2 separate regions of the Macaca mulatta genome follow, and region 2 is linked to region 1. The links are chromatin contacts, called in public Hi-C maps. All regions are on one chromosome and are shown on one strand. The core of a region is the stretch at or near the end of the contact, and the rest is flanking DNA. Distances in the headings are between cores, read along the strand shown.

What was found. A called contact is a pair of places that touch in the nucleus more often than the background predicts.
Region 2: a Hi-C map of blood shows a contact between it and region 1, with 3 times the contacts expected there. The contact joins the promoter of FAM43A here to the promoter of LOC100426071 in region 1. A contact is called at or near these places in 2 of 14 Hi-C or Micro-C datasets (blood and liver).

What each region holds. Positions count from the first base shown.
Region 1 is chr2:3,987,627-3,991,469 of T2T-MMU8v2.0, reverse strand. It overlaps LOC100426071 (protein FAM151A-like), which reads left to right and starts at 2,210. Exons shown (of 4, transcript XM_015132546.3): 1 at 2,210-3,290; 2 at 3,400-3,467; 3 at 3,470-3,529; 4 at 3,532-3,843. The coding sequence starts at 2,311. The region is part of intron 2 of LOC144338969 (a long non-coding RNA gene); the gene reads left to right.
Region 2 is chr2:4,062,862-4,066,704 of T2T-MMU8v2.0, reverse strand. FAM43A (family with sequence similarity 43 member A) reads left to right here and starts at 2,155. Exons shown (of 1, transcript NM_001194070.2): 1 at 2,155-3,843. The coding sequence starts at 2,693. All of the region lies in intron 2 of LOC144338969 (a long non-coding RNA gene), which reads left to right.

The DNA.
Region 1 (3,843 bases), core at 961-3,460:
TATACAAATATTTTCTTTCTTTCTTTTTTTTTAGACAGAGTCTCGCTCTGTCACCCAGGCTGGAGTGCAGTGGCACAATCTTGGCTCACTGCAACCTCCCCCACCTGGGTTCAAGTGATTCTCCTGCCTCAGCCTCCCGAGTAGCTGAGACTACAGATGCATGCCACCACGCCCAGCAAAGTTGTTTTTTTTTTTTTTTTTTTTTTTTTTAATAGTAGAGACGGGGTTTCACCATGTTGTCCAGGCTGGTCTTGAACTCCTGACCTCATGATCCACCCACTTCATACTCCCAAAGTTCTGGGACTACAGGCATGAACCATCGCGCCTGGCCCATATTCCCTTTATATCCTTACTCTATAAACTTTTTCTATTTATTTATTTTTATTTTATAAATGTTTTGTTACAAAGACACAGACACACACATTAGCCTAGGCCTGCACTGGGTCAGAATCATGAATATGACTGCCTTCTACCTCCAAGCCTCATCCTACTGGAAGCTCTTCGTGGGCGGTAACGTGAATGGAGCTCGTGTCTCCTATGATAACAGTGTTTTCCTCTGGAATACCTGCTGAAGGACCTACCTGAGGCTGTTTCACAGTTAACTTAAAAAAAAAATACAAGAAGTGCACTCTAAAATAATGATAAAAGGTGTTGTATAAAAATACTACACAATAGGAATTTTTTGACTCTATTGTAATTTTGTAGGACCACTGTTGTGTACGAGGTCTATCAATGACCAAGGTGTTCCTCTGTGGCACGTGACTGCATGTGACTTTTAAAAGCAGCAAAGCAAGGCTTTGAAATAACTTCAAGCATCAAAAATGAAAGAAGGAAACATTAAAAAATCTAGCCTGTTTTACAGTGTTCTAAGCCAGTGTTTTCAACATCGATTATCAGATTAATTCTCACAGCGGCCCCCAGACTTAGGTATGGACTTGAACTTTGTACGCCACTTACAAATGAGGAGGCGGAGGCGAGGGAAGTGAAGAGACTGTTTCTAGCTGGGAGTGGAGGGGGCCAGCAAGGGACCAGGCTTCTGGCTGTGGTGACGGGGCTGCTGCCATCAACATGCCTACCCCTTAAAGCACAATGTCAAGACTAACCAACGATGGGGCAGGGCGAATTGTTGGGCAGCCTGAGACCTGTATGTGAGTGGGACAGACAGCAGAGGGGGTGCCTGGGGTTCCTGACCCCCCTTCCTCTGGCTAAAGCAGAGAAAGGGCTAGACACAGGCAGCATCCACAGAGAGGCTACCTGGTGCCTGGACTTGCTCCTGTGGCTTTTTCTTTTTTTGAGACGGAGTTTCACTCTTATTGCCCAGACTGGAGAGAAATGGTGCCATCTTGGCTCCACAGGGTCAGAGAGCCTGTCAAAGGTCCTTGGTATTTCAGGCTGCCTTCACTCCCCCTTCTCACTCATTCTGCCCCTTTTTGGAAGCTCAGAGCTCCCCAAGAAAGGAATGCAGGCCTGGGGACTCTGGGTTAAGAAGGCTCAGACGGAAGGCCCAAGCTGTCTCAGGAATTCACACAGAGGCTGGCAGGAGGGAAAAGACAGGCCACTTGGGCTCACAAGGTTGAGGGTCCAGGTATCAGGAAAGGGGAGGGAGCATGCGGCTTTGAACACACGCTTGAGTGGTACCTCAGCATCTCACCCTGCCCAGGTAGCACCGTTTTGCAGTATCGCCTCCAGTCTCTCTGGATAAGGTCTGCATTGCCTGAGCCCCTTGTCAGAGCACCTCCAATGTATGGGCAGTGGCTATGTCATCAGTGCCCTGAAGGATAAGATGTGGCCCTGTGGTGAGTGTGGGAAGACAGCCCTAGCAAGAAGCGAAGAAGGCACAGGCCTTCCCTACACTTGGGTGTCTCACAGGGTCCGTTTGGCTGAAGTGTGAATGAGGAGTGAGTGTTGCAGGGAAGAAACCTCCCCCGGATGCCTGGCAGTGCAGGGTAACGGACAGAGCTCTTGAGGGTGAGATGCACCAGGATCCCTTGCATCATGGGGAACTTATTTAAAAATGCAGATTATGGGCTGTCCTCTGAGATTCTGGTTCAGTCGTCTGGGACGGGGCCTAAGCATCAGTGTTTAAACATGTTCTCCGGATGATGCTGATGCACGTGGTCTCTGGACCACTCTTGCGGATCCCTTGACTAAAAGGTTAGCCTGACTTGCCCACAGCCAGATAGAACTACACAGGCTCCAGAATATGTCCTCGTACCGACACCGTCTCATCTCTGGTCTAGAAGCCCAGTTGAGGCGCCCATATAATCCACAGCAAACAGGCATCTCCTCATTCTCCCAGATGCTACTGAGATGTCTCCCTGGGAGACATGGCCAGGCGTCGTCATGGCCTGCAGGGAGCAGTTGTCGAAGAATCGGGTCAGGTGGGGGTTGGCTGGCATTACCTGTGTTTCTGTGGTGGTCATGGCTGCGGTAGTCCTTGCCATCACCCTGCGGCGGCCAGGCTGTGAGCTGGAGGCCTGCAGCCCCGAGGCCGACATGCTGGATTACCTGCTGGGCCTGGGTCAGACCAGCCGCCGAGGTGCCCTGGAGGTCACCTGGTACCACGCAGCCAACAGCAAGGAAGCCACGACAGCTGCCCCAAACGGCAACATCACCGTCCTGGAGGCTGACGTCAATGTCGAAGGGCTCGGCACAGCCGATGAGACAGGAGTTCCCATCATGGCACACCCCCTGGCTATCCGTAGCTTCAACACACTGGAGCAGTGGCTGGACGGTATGCCAGGCTCTTCCCAGAAGGGCATCAAACTGGACTTCAAGAACATCAAGGCGGTGGGCCCCTCCCTGGACCTCCTGTGGCAGCTGACAGAAGGGGGCAAAGTCTGGCGGCCCACACGGATCAACACTGACATCTTAAAGGGCTCTGACATGCCCATCTCAACTGAGGTCAGTGCCACAGAGTTCCTAGCCCTCATCCAGGAGAAGTATCCCCAGGCCACCCTGTCTCCAGGCTGGACCACCATCTACGTGCCCATGTTCCCAAACAGGATGTACACCCGAGCGATGGTGGAGAAGATGCACGAGCTGGTAGGAGTGGTGCCCCAGAGAGTCACCTTCCCTGTGCTGTCTTCCACGGTGCCAGCCACCTGGCCCCACTCCAGCTGGCTGCTGAGCCAGTCTGAGAGGTACAGCCTGATGCTGTGGCAGGTCGCCTCGGACCCCATGTCGGCAGAGGATCTGCTCTACCTCTAGGACAACACTGCCATCCATCAAGTCTACTATGACATCTTTGAGCCTTTCCTGTTGCAGTTCAAGCAGCTGGCCTCTACTTGGCAAGCTTAGAGAGGATGGCTGTACAGCTGTGACCTACAGAAGGTATTCCTGAATGGCAGCCCCCTCACCTGGGCGATTTGGGGCCCCACAGTGAATGCCACACGGAAGCAAACGTAACACGGGAGGCAGCCTGATCCCTCTTCTCCAGTGGTTCGGGGGTGATGGTCTTGATGCTGCCCCAGGGGTACAGCAACAGTCACCCTCCCAGACACAGAAGGCACGATCCTGCGGAACACTGGCTCGAGGGAACTGTGGCTGAGAACCCCGTGGCCACTGTTTGTGCTCCAAGTGGCAGCATCCTGAGGTTGGAGTCCTGCCTGCAGCAGCTGGCCACACATCCCGGACACTGGGGCGTCCATTTGCAAATAGTGGAGCCTGCAGCCCTGCGGCCGTCCCTGGCCTTGCTGGCATGCCTCTTCAGCTTTGGCCTCTTGCATCAGCCTGTGTGGATGGGGGCCAAAATCTCCCACAGGAGTTTTTCAGTCCCTGGTCACATGGCTGGCAGAGAACTGCTTAGAGCTGTGGCTGAGGTCTTCCCCTGTGAGACTGTGG
Region 2 (3,843 bases), core at 906-3,405, 75 kb before region 1:
CACCGTGCCTGGCCTTATGCATGCATTTTCATGCTTCTGTAATTTTGCTGCCCTCTATACCCAGAAAGTCCTTCAGTCTTTTCCTGTTTGGATAAATTCTGTTCATCTTTCAAAGGTCACCACCTCCATGAAGCCTTTTCTGATCTTCCTAGTCACAATGAATGCTTTCTTCCTCCAGCTTCTCATAGTGCTTTGAGTCTTTCTCATAGCGTTCAGCCCACTCTGTCTTCTTGTCCACATGCATATCTTGCTCATTAATTCTAGTTATTGAGTGCCTATTTGTACCACACTGGGGATACAGGGTACTTGCAGAGAACCCAAAGTCCAGTGGAAGCCCAGAGTTGGGTAGAGTTTACAACCTTCATTGAACTAGGAGGCAGGAATCCCGTCTGCTCCTAGCTCAGGGCCTGGCACCAAAAGGTAGTCAGAAAAGTAACTTAAATGGAAACTCAGCACCAGTGACTCTTGAGAAAACTCAGAGTTCAAAGGAAGGTCAAAAGTTGGCAAAGGTAGAGGATGGGCAGGGATCAGTTTTATTTTGTTGGAATATCCCAAGGGAATTTCCAGGAGTAGTTGCAGTGACTCTGGCATGAAGACGTGGCGTGGAAGCCAGAGACCTCAAAGATCCCCGGTGGACTGGGATGGTGGGAAGGGATCGCTGTCCTCCTCCAGGACCGGGCTGGGAGTTTGATGCAGGATCATTCGGACATTTATCCCACTCCAGCTATAAGTCTTTTTGCTTTGACTGACCATACTATAGAGGCAAGCGGGCTGTTTCAAGGGCCCAGAAACGAGTTACTGGCTAAGGGTCAAGCCGGTCAGAGGACAACTACACTGTCCAGTTGGCACATGATAAAAGCAATACTGATGCAATTATCACTCCCATTGGAGGGTGGCCAGGCATTATTTGTCACTCAAATAAAAAAATAGCATTTGAATTTTTACTAGGAATTCTCATCCAAAATATGCCCATGATATAATGACACCACACAACCGGCTTGCCAAAGTAAACTAAGTCCTAACTACACACGAGCCTTACTTAGAAATTGTGTGTATCTCAGAAAATTGCTCTACCCTGAGGCCCGACAGCAGGAGCGGGTCTTGCTGGGGTTCGGATGGGGAAGCGCCTTATTCATTGATGATATTCTATAGTAGTCTCCCCAGTCATGTTACCACTCACCTCACTTTACACTGTCTGCTGCTTACCTGTGAATACGAGCTCAAGATAGTGAGAGATAAGCCTTGTGTTTTCTGTGCACCTCTCTTTTCTTTAATGGAACACAATTCTGAAAATAATATTAAACAGCACCCAGTCATTCTCATAAAGCCGCCACACAAGGAAGAAACCACTATTTTCCCAAACTTTTTGCACAGGAAATTATAATCTGTAGTCTCATCTTCTGCCACCTCCCTCAGAAGTTTCGATCTAGACGTACATGTATTCAGCGAGTTGCAATTCAGCCTGGGGGTGGAGTGTCAGGATTCAAGTCTTTTTGCTGCGGGGTAACCCCAGGTCCCAGTGATTTCCGTAGACAAAAGAGGTGCTGGTAAATTTGGGATGTAATTGCCGGATTGGACCGGTCTCCCCGCTCCCTTGACCAATGGCTGTCACCCGGTCCCTTTAAGAGACCAGGAATCCGTCCGGCGTCTGAGCCCCAAACAGATCCTCTTCTCTGCTCCTCCCCTGTCCCCGCGCGGCGAATGGTTCGCGCCGGCCTATATTTACCCGAGATCTTCCTCCCGGACGGCAAGGATGTGAGGCAGGCGAGCCGGCCACCACCGCTCGCAGCACCGGAGAGGGCGCGCTGCAAAGGCGGGCAGCAGACCGTGGAGAGCCCAGGAGCGGAGCTGGACACCGCCTCGAGGGAAGAAATGAGGTAGCGGTGGTCCCCGGACCCGGCCATGCTCGCCCCCTGCCCTCGAAGCCCAGCGCTGTCTCGGCCAAACCAGCCCGGACAGTGAGCGGGCCGAGCGCGAGTCCCCGGCAGAGCGAAGATGCAGTGAGTCCCTGCGGGACTGCTGCGCGGGGCCAGCCGCGGCCAGCCGGACCCAGCATCCGACAGCACTTTGGGCGAGCTGCTGATTCTGAGACCAGCCCAGCGGAGGGGCTCTCCGTCTCCAGCACCCCTCGGAGGTGGGGAGCACCGGCCCCTGGGCACAGTCACTGTAGAGTTTCCGCGGGTTTTGGCCCCAGTCCTGGGGGTTGTGTGTGTTAGGGGATCCTCTTCACGTTCGCCGAGGAGTTCCCGCATTATTCTCGCACCATCCCGGGTGCTGTTTACGGGGCTCTCTTTATTTATTTGCACGCGCGCTTCTAGCTTTTTTCCTGACATTTTCCACTCCACGCTCGTTCTCTCTCCCTCGCATTTTGTTGCTTGCCTGAGACTCTTTGCCCTCGCCCTTGCCCAGGCTGGGGTAATTCTGTGTGCGCGTGTGTCCCTCCCCCCCTCAACCTTTTTTGCACACTCGAAGCTGAATATTTTCTTTTTTAGAAAATTTACCCCCACCCCCTGCGGGGTTCCTAAGCACTCTGTCTCCTCCCCTCCCCCCAACTCCCTACCACTGGGCCGCTCCCAGTAGTTTTATTCTTCGATCTTGCCCGGGCCGAGCCCGGCAGGGGCCGGTGGCTCAGCGGGCCTCGCACCCGGCGCTCCGCCGCCGCCGCCCAGCTGCGCCGGGGCGCCCTCCGGAGATGCTACCGTGGAAGAAGCACAAGTTCGAGCTGCTGGCCGAGGCGCCGCCGCGGCAGGCGTCCAAGCCCAAGGGCTACGCTGTGAGCCTGCACTACTCGGCGCTCAGCTCTTTGGCGCGGGCGTGCCCCGAAGGCGCGCTTAGCCGGGTGGGCAGCATGTTCCGCTCCAAGCGCAAGAAGCTGCACATCACCAGCGAGGACCCAACTTACACCGTGCTCTACCTGGGTAATGCCACAACCATCCAGGCGCGCGGCGACGGCTGCACCGACCTTGCTGTGGGCAAGATCTGGAGCAAGAGCGAGGCGGGCCGTCAGGGCACCAAGATGAAGCTGACAGTGAGTGCGCAGGGTATCCGCATGGTGCACGCCGAGGAGCGCGCGCTGCGCCGCCCGGGCCACCTCTACCTGCTACACCGCGTCACCTACTGCGTGGCGGACGCGCGGCTGCCCAAGGTCTTCGCCTGGGTGTACCGGCACGAGCTGAAGCACAAGGCCGTGATGCTGCGCTGCCACGCCGTGCTGGTGTCCAAGCCCGAAAAGGCGCAGGCTATGGCCCTGCTGCTCTACCAGACGTCGGCCAACGCGCTGGCGGAATTTAAACGCCTCAAGCGGCGGGACGACGCGCGTCACCAGCAGCAGGAGCTGGTGGGCGCACACACCATCCCGCTAGTACCGCTGCGCAAGCTGCTCCTGCACGGACCCTGCTGCTATAAACCGCCAGTGGAGCGCAGCCGCAGTGCGCCCAAGCTCGGCTCCATCACCGAGGACCTGCTCGGGGAACAACAGGAGCAGGAGCTACAGGAGGAAGAAGAGGAAGAGGAGCACCCCGAGGGCTGCCCGGAGGAAGAGGAGAACCATGCGGCAGAGGGAGATCCAGCAGAGGAGGCCGAGGCGCAGCAGGCGCTGGTGGTCGCCATGCACTTTGAGTGCGGGGACTTGTTGGACACTCTGGAGAATGGCCGTGGGGAGGCGCTAGGGGGCGGCGGGGGCTCCCTGGGCCCGGGGGCCGGGCCGCCGCCTCTGCTGCTGGGCAGTGCCTCCGACATGAAGGCTGAGCTGTCGCAACTTATTAGCGACCTGGGCGAGCTCAGCTTCGGCAACGACGTGCGCACCCTGCAGGCCGACTTGCGGGTGACGCGCCTGCTGTCGGG